Regions from separate parts of the Zea mays genome. Here region 1 is linked to region 2. A link is a contact called in public Hi-C data. All regions are on one chromosome and are shown on one strand. Each heading gives the region's core, a stretch centred on a gene start, on an enhancer-like site or on the middle of the called end of the contact. The rest is flanking DNA. Distances are from core to core; before and after follow the strand shown. Region 1 holds the start of LOC100383420 (Protein MEI2-like 1). Region 2 holds the start of LOC100382909.

Region 1 (4,037 bases), core at 771-3,270, 610 kb before region 2:
GAGTGAACTAATTTTCTGGTTTTGGCCAGTTAGTTGTTAATAATAAGGTGCAAAGGAAAATCAGGACAGGATATCTCCCCATCCCTGCACAATTTGTAAACATGAATCACGAGGTTATCAGTTGGTATCTGGAGGACGAGTTGGACTAAGGCAAGTTAGGCATGTATCATTTTAGGATAATTTATTTATTGAAGGTACAATAACCCCACTAACTACCAACAGGCAACAGCAAGTATAGAAAGGTCCATACATTCTGCAAGGGTGTCAATACACGAGGGAATGAGAGAGGGGGTGAAAAGAAAGAAAGAAAGGCCTAACTGACAGTTTGCATCATGCAAGAAGAAACAATCATATGAAACAGCAGCCGCAAGTTCTTTTTTTTCCCTAAAGAAATGAAGCATGTTGCGCACCTTTGTGATCGACCATTGACTCTGACGATTTCCAGAATCCAACTTGCCTCTGTGTAAGAAAGGCACGACTGATTTTTGCCTGATTAATCTGACAAGAGAAGGGAAAAGAAAAGAAAAGAAGAAACAAGCTTGCTAACCTCAGTGGGGACGAGATCCTGGGAGAAGAATGATGAGGACGACGGCGACTCTGACAGGGGAGCAATCGGGGACAGGTGGCCCCTGTCAACGGCTCCCGACGCTATCACCATCGGTGCAGCGCAGGATTACAGGAAGCCCTTTTGTTTTATTTGGCGGGGCTTGGCAACCCAATCCAACTCAACGCAAGAACTGCAACGGCTGGAGGTTGTGGCCCCTCTCGACCATTAACTGCTTCCTGCTTAAGAAACATCGAAAGGATGCATGAGGAGAAAGTCTCGTTGGTTCATTCACTGCAGGTAGTTATCCGATCGTCATTGACGAATAGACAGCAGGCGACGAAGACAGGTTTTCTTGATCGTGGCCATGGAAAGGATTCACGGTATCTATCTATTTATTTACTTATGCTTTTAAAGAAGGCAAGTAAGTAGTTCATAAATGGTTTCGATCAAGAGAGGCAAGGATGCGGAGCAGGCAAATGGAGACAGGTTAGAGGGAGGAGGAGGAGGAGGAGGAGGAGGAAAGGGGGAAATCGGAACTGACCGAAACAACAAGGGAAATCCGGTTCTTGAATGCTTTGCTTGCTATTGGCTTATGAGGTATGGTGGACCGGTAGCCCCCCAAGATTAATCAGCGGGCGGCTGTGCCTGCAGTATGGCAGAGCGATTTGTAAGCAGTGGTAATGGCAGAGCGAGGCAGGCTGGGTCCTCTATCTAGCGCTTGCTTGGTGATCGTGTCGCAGCGGCAAGCACGCCCTGCCCCTGCCCTCTCGGAGAAGAGAAGTAGAGAAGAGACGGGAGGGAAAGAAGGGGATTAGAAGTGGAGAAGGCATTATTGCTTGAGACGGCAAGTGGAGGGGATGGATTGGAGGGGCTCCATTGGAGTGGAGTGCGGTGTTGGAGAAGCGAGAGAGGATGCGGAGGCGAGGGAATGCTGGAAGATGGAAATGGAAACGGGAGTGCGCGGAAGGATAAGCTAGGCAGCACGCGTACGCGATTCCAATTCCGACCACGTTTCCGGTCCAAATCACCTTCCGCCGCCTTCAGCTTCGCTTGGGGGGGATGGGGTTGGGGAAGCAACAGATGGCGCAGATGGCTTGCCGCCGCACGCAACGCCAGCCAACACGCCCGCCGTTACGCATACAGCAAGTTAAGTGGAGTTGCTTACTGGACTTTGGATTCACGGATCGGAGGAGGAGGAGGAGGAGGAATAGATCGACGTCGACGACGTACTCCTTCCTTGCTTCCTCTGGACTATCTGAGACTGATGAGAGTTTTTTTAGAGAAAGAGAGCAAGCAGGGGAAGAACAGACAGTCACAGGCAGATGCATGTAAAAAGAGTTGAGTATGCCATTGCCGCACCTCTTTCTCTCTCTCTAGGTCGCATGTACTGCTGCTGTACGATGCGATGCTTCCTCGGCGGGGGCGACGGGCGAGGGCGGGTCGCCGGCCGGAGCCCGAGGAGACGAGGCAGCAGATGCTTGTCTTGTTGTTTCTTTTTCGTTTCCAACTACACAACTCGATTCCGACTCTGATTGATTTGACTGATGAGAGAGAGAGGTAGTACTGTGCTACTAGCAGTGGCAGGAAGTACTAGACAAGAGAGAGAAATGGCTGGTTCAGGCAGCTGCTGCCTCCCTCTCCTCTCCTCCCGTTGTTTTTGTGCTGTTTTGGTTGGGTGGGGAACAATAATGATGGCGGGATGGGTGCAGACGAGAGAGAGAGAGAATGCAGTCCATCACAGGAACAGAGGATGATGATGATAACAACAATGAAGATGAACCAACGTGGTCGAAGTAAGTACATTTATTTATTTTACAAATGATATGAGAATAATGCTCTCGCCTTCCTCTAATCTCCTTGGACTGGAGGTCCTTGTGTTCCTGTTCCTGCCGCGAGGAACACGAGGAAAGGAGAGGGGAGCCACAACAAGAAACGCCTCCGTCTCTGTCTTCGATGGAATTGGAACGCCACAGAAAAAAAAATCGCTAAAACAAAGCAAGCAATCGTGTTGCTGCTGTCGCTGTCCCGCGGTTGCAACTAACCCCTGGACGGAACATTTTCATCCCTGAACAATTGGATTGGTTTTTCAAATATAAAAACAGCATTATCTAACTCTAAGCTTCTAGATCATAAATACAATTAGGTCCCGTTTGTTTCCTTTCATTTCGAAGAATTTGAATCTTACTAATGAAATAAACTATTTTTTTAGAATATGACATTCCACCACTTTCCAAAGTTATCATATAAGCTTAACTCAAATTCATGGGGTGAGAGATGGAAATCGATTCTATAGATTTACATGCTATTTTTTCGATGTACAACTTATAGCACATTCTTCTACTTGCACCTCTATAACATAAATGTAGTATATAATCATCTCTCTCATATGATTTAAGATAATATATAAATATATTACATATATAAATATATAAACTTAATTAGATTTGTCTAAATTATAATTATTAAAATGAAATTCAATTCCAACGAAACAAACGAGCCCTTAAGAAAATATATATGGAGAATCGTGTAAAGACGAATTCTTCGTGAAAAGTCTATCTCTTATTTTTTTCAATTAACTTATAGGAATCTCATATTAAATGAGAATGTACATACTCTAATGTTGTGTTTAGTCTCACGGAGATTGAGAATTCTGTGATTATGATACTCCTAACATGTAGTTTGGTCTGGTTTCTTTCTATTTTGACCCTTGTTAGGTTTTTTCACAAATATGTCCTTTCTAGTTTGAATTTAGTAAATGAATCCTCAGGTTGGCGTCGTCGCAATTGGCGTCGACTTTACACGTGTTGGCACCAATTGCTCTGACGTCTAGATCTTGTTGACATGGCCAGGACGCTCCCCGTGGTCGGTGACGTGGCGGGTCGGTGCCAGAGATCTTGGCGTCGACGTGGCGGGGGCCGGTGCCAAGATTCGTGGCGACAACCCCTTAATACATGTCCATCGGGTTTCTCTTTTCTCGCTCACGCTTATTCGTCGCTTCCTCTCACCCTCCACCTCCAACCATCGTCGCGCCGCCGCATCGCCCCACACCGTTGCCCTGGCCCACACCCGCGCACAAAGGCGTCGGCGCGTGGCCCCACGTCGGCAAGCCGTCGAGCCCGACGCCTGCGCGACACCATGCTGACACACCACCGCTCTGCCATCTTGCCTCCCTCAGCTCCCCACGCCCGCACCATCGCCGCTGACCTCTGCCTCGACTTCACCGCCGGCTGTCGAGCTCGCATTGCACGAGGTAATTTAGTTACAAAATTAGCAAAATTTTCTAGTTCGGAAAATTAGTATCTAGCCAATAAATTTTGTAGTTTGTTATTAATTTAGTTTAATTATAAATGTAGCTAAATATTTAGTTGTTGATTTTGTTAATGTTAAGGGATGATCGTCAATGTGATGAAAGTGATGCTTTGAATTCGATGAATGTGTTTCATGTGATCATTAGTTGTTGATTTTGTTAATGTTAAGGGACGATCGTCAA
Region 2 (4,142 bases), core at 1,286-3,785:
TAGAGAATAGGTATTTTAAGAAATATAATCTCTAGTTTATAAAATTCATTAGAGAATAATTATAAATGTATATTTCAACAAAGGGGTAACAAACTTATATGGAAATTATTTTCTTTAAATCTTTATTAGGAACATGTTTATTTTAGGTGATGTTGCTCCAAATGTAAGAAAATTCTTATTGGAAGGTATTCTAACATCAAAATCCTCGGAAAACTTTTACTAATTTTCAAAATAAGACCTAGGGTGTTACAATACGAGCCCATGTCAGAGGGACAAGACATGTCATCACCAAACTACGTCCGAGCCTCGGGTATGGCGTCGAAAGGTCTCTGACGAACGTCAAGCGACACCTCGCCACATACTGTCTCAGGCGAACCACTACCCGCGGATAGGTCCAGTCAATCCCAGTTGAAGGGATCTCAACATGAGAATGTCTACAGTGATCACGATATCTGGAAAGATGTAACAGATACACCATACCGGGTGTATGTCTACGCACGTAGGCAAGTGGCGCAGGCCCATGACAACAGGCGAAGCTACGGTACGCGCTACCGTGCCACGGGACCCACCGCGCACTACTACAAAGATATCGGCAGTAGACTCGCTACATGGACCCGTATGACGAATAAGCGAGACGGTGTGCCATACCAGGGGTACGACTACGCACGACCCTACGGACAACGCGACACCAAGTGCACAACGACATGCCGGGGCAACAGACCAACCTCATACCAAGTAGAGAGCAGGCCACCCCTATAAGGTCCTACCCTTGAACTATTAAAGGGCATGCCTTCTTTCTTATATAGACACACAAGCACACTTATTGCAACACGCTCAATAGCAATGCTACAATCAGCAATACACTGGAGTAGGATGTAAACTCGAACCAGTATAAACTCCGTGTCCCAAGTTCTTCGTCCGAGTCCCAACAATTCATCATTAGGAATAGATCCGCACTAGCACAAATCTTACTGCCTATGATTTTCGAAACCACGACACTGTCTATTCGCGAAGAACATTTCTTTTACGACTTTTTATACTTGTTGTTTTTTAACTGCATTTATGATCTAGATGTTCTATTTTTTATTTGTCTCGTATATTTAGAAAATCGTTTAGTCTTTAGGTTGTTTGGCTTCGAGATGACTTCTCCAATGATATTAACGTCCTGTTTTGCACAACTTTTCCACCGCGCTTGTACTTTTTTTCTCAAATGTAATAAAATAAATAAAATATAAGACCGGCTATATTTCAGTGTCTGAAATATAATATATTTTTAATATAATGATCGTTATTGCTAGCTCATGAACATGCAAAGCTGAGGTTTATCTTAATATAGAAAAAAAGCAAAGCGACAAGATGGACATACACAATATCTCTTCAAAAGGAGATAAAATTTAAACGGCTAACGATTTAGAAAAAAATGATAAAAATATAGTCGTAGTCCTTAAAAAAGCAGGCACCGAGAAAGAAACGGAAAAGCGGATTTTTAATTATGTAATAAAACCCGGGAAAAGGGTGTGACTGTGAGCAAGTAAAAAGGCACCGGATTTCGAAAAGGGCGGGGGAGGGGGCAGCCCAGTACAGGCTGCAGCACTAGTGGACGGGACGGCGGTGCCTGCCTGTATGTCCTCTTCCTCCCTCTCTCATCTGAGGCCATCTCTCTCTTCCGCGATTACCGAGGCAAAGCCCCAAAAGACAGTGCAGGGCACGGGCTGGCACGCAGCCTCTGCGCCGCTCCACCACTCCCCACCGCCAGTCCGCCACCATCCATCCAGTACAGGACAGTGCAGCAGGCGTGGCTGCGTCTGTGCGTGGAGCGGCATCGTCTTTCTCTCTCTCCCGTGTGCACGCTGCACCCACACAGACACAGCCAAACCCCCGAACCATTTCTTCCCAAAGCCCCAAACCAAAACCCCCCCTTCCTCTCTCCAGTCTCCACCCGTGCCGCCGGTGGAGGCCGCCGGATCGCGGCGCGCAATGCTTCTGCCGCCGCCTCCCGCCTTCCTCCCCCTCCTCTTCTCTTTGCTGCTACTGCTCCCGGCTGCTACCATTTCCACCACCCAAACAAATGCCACCCTGCCGTCGCCGCCTCTGTTTCCGCCTCCGCCGCCGGCGGCACCGCATCCTCCCCATCGCCACCACCACACCGCGTCTCCTCGCACCACACTGACGCCGCGGCCGCCACCCAGCCTGACCCCTCCTCCGCGCCACCCTACACCCACTCCCGTCGCCGTGCCGCCGGCACAGGCGTCGCCTCCGACGCCACCGCCCACCCCCACGCCAGCGCCGCCGGTCGCCACTCCGCCGACGCCCAAGTACCCGTCCTCCTCCGCCACCCCCTCCACCGGGGATCCATACCCCTTCACCAACAACCCCTTCTTCCCAACAGCCAACTCGCCGCCGCCGCCAATCCCGGCCACCGAGACCCAGCCCTCCTCCTCCGGCGACGGCAGCCTCCCGACGTTCCCGGCCAACATCTCCACCCTCGTCGCCCCGACCCCGCGCGCCTCCGGCTCCCGCCGCTTCCCCGTGCTCCAGACGCTGCTGCTCTCCTTGCTCTCCCTCTGCCTCATCCTCCTCTCAGCGCTCCTCTCCATCCACCTCGTCCGCCGCCTCCGCCACCGTGGTGGCGCCGCGGCATCCTCCCCCTCCGCTGCCCAGCGCCGCTCCGCAAGTAACCACCACCAAGACGACGACAACGACGACGGGGACGAGGAGGGCCGCAGCCTCAAGCCGCCACCAATGCCCACCTCCTCCACTAACCCCAGCACTGAGTTCCTCTACCTCGGAACCCTCGCCACCCCGCCGCCGCCGGGGCCGCAGCACCCCGGGACAAGTTCCAGTCTACGCCCTGGCTCGCCGGAGCTCCGCCCTCTGCCTCCGCTTCCGCGCGTCGGCCCGCCGTCCGGCGAGTTCTTATCCCGCAGCTCCGCTTCCGACCCCAGCACCGTGCCTCCCGCCGCCGCTGCCGATGCCTCGTCGTCCTCGCTCTCTCCCTCCTCGCCGTCGGCATCCTCGCCCACGCTCGGCTCTAGCCCCGTCCATTTCCGCCCGCCGACCATCCCCCAGCCGCGTGGCCGAGCCCCCAATCCCTCGCCGCCTAAACGGAGGCCGTCGCCGCCCAAGGGTGCTGCGGAGCCAGTGGCGGCGCACGGGTGGAACCCCTTCGTGCCGCTGCCGCCGCGACCAGCTGTGGCTTCATCAGATGATGGTGACTCTGATCAGATGATGGACCTGCGCAAGTCGCGGCCTTTGCACTCGGACAAGCTCAAGCCCGGCTCTTTGCAGTAAGACCAACTCTTCGCGTTCCCTCTTCTTCATCCGGACCGATTCGATTTCTGAGGTTGCCTCTGCCCTATGTGCTATAGCATGAAGGACGAGGTGATCCAGCTATACCTCAACAATTCGGCAGCAGTTGCGGCACCAAGGGAGGTGTGTTTGCTTGGTGCCCTCAGGTGTCATGGCATCGGGATGATTGTAGGAGCATTGGGAGTTTCCAAGGAGCAACTGAAGGATGCACTCTTGGAAGGTACATATGGTTTGATCTTTGCTCGTATAAGGCAACCCAGTTTGAGTTTTCTCTGAATATGCTGACAAAGTTGCAATCTCTCTTGGACGAAAGTATTCTAGTGTTTATTACTTGTGGGAGGACCTTCAAATTGCTTGTGCCATTGCCGATTGGCCATGTTTGTAGCATCATCACATGGCGCCATGTTGATTATGAGTTACGTGAATGATTGTCTCTGATGAACGTTGGGGCCTTACCAATGGGCCACACGGCATGGCCCTCCTACTGTCATACGTTTTGAAAAAAAAAACAGAGTTACACAGCCCACTTTCATTTTAGGTGCATTGTTTATTTCCTAGAAAGAGATCACATTTAGGGTACCATTGGAGCGTTTTGTTGTCCATGTGTTCAACTTCTTCATGCGGTGACAAACCTGTCCTTTCAAGGTGCACCACTCCACTCTTTGTTTTGCATGTCGTAGCAAATCTGTTTTGGTTCCTGAAGTTGATCAATTACTAATTTCTTCAATCCTTCATGCTATGCCTTTATGTGGTTATATGCTTTCTAGCTACTAACTGTAGCATATTTCTGTATGCTGGGTACAGGTAATGTACATGGTTTGGGAGTGGAAGCC

The links. A called contact is a pair of places that touch in the nucleus more often than the background predicts.
Region 1: a Hi-C map of endosperm shows a contact between it and region 2, with 3 times the contacts expected there. The contact joins the promoter of LOC100383420 here to the promoter of LOC100382909 in region 2. A contact is called at or near these places in 10 of 25 Hi-C or Micro-C datasets (ear, endosperm, leaf and 3 more) and 1 of 3 datasets of contacts at active chromatin or transcription factors (leaf).

Annotation. Positions count from the first base shown.
Region 1 is chr6:52,587,489-52,591,525 of Zm-B73-REFERENCE-NAM-5.0, reverse strand. LOC100383420 (Protein MEI2-like 1) reads right to left here and starts at 2,020. Exons shown (of 16, transcript NM_001176072.1): 1 at 1,907-2,020; 2 at 1,713-1,808; 3 at 548-783; 4 at 411-459. The coding sequence starts at 658. LOC103629300 (a long non-coding RNA gene) reads left to right here and starts at 1,600. Exons shown (of 3, transcript XR_004850149.1): 1 at 1,600-2,340; 2 at 3,397-3,797.
Region 2 is chr6:51,982,193-51,986,334 of Zm-B73-REFERENCE-NAM-5.0, reverse strand. LOC100382909 reads left to right here and starts at 2,535. Exons shown (of 4, transcript NM_001175597.1): 1 at 2,535-3,287; 2 at 3,369-3,529; 3 at 4,114-4,142. The coding sequence starts at 2,743.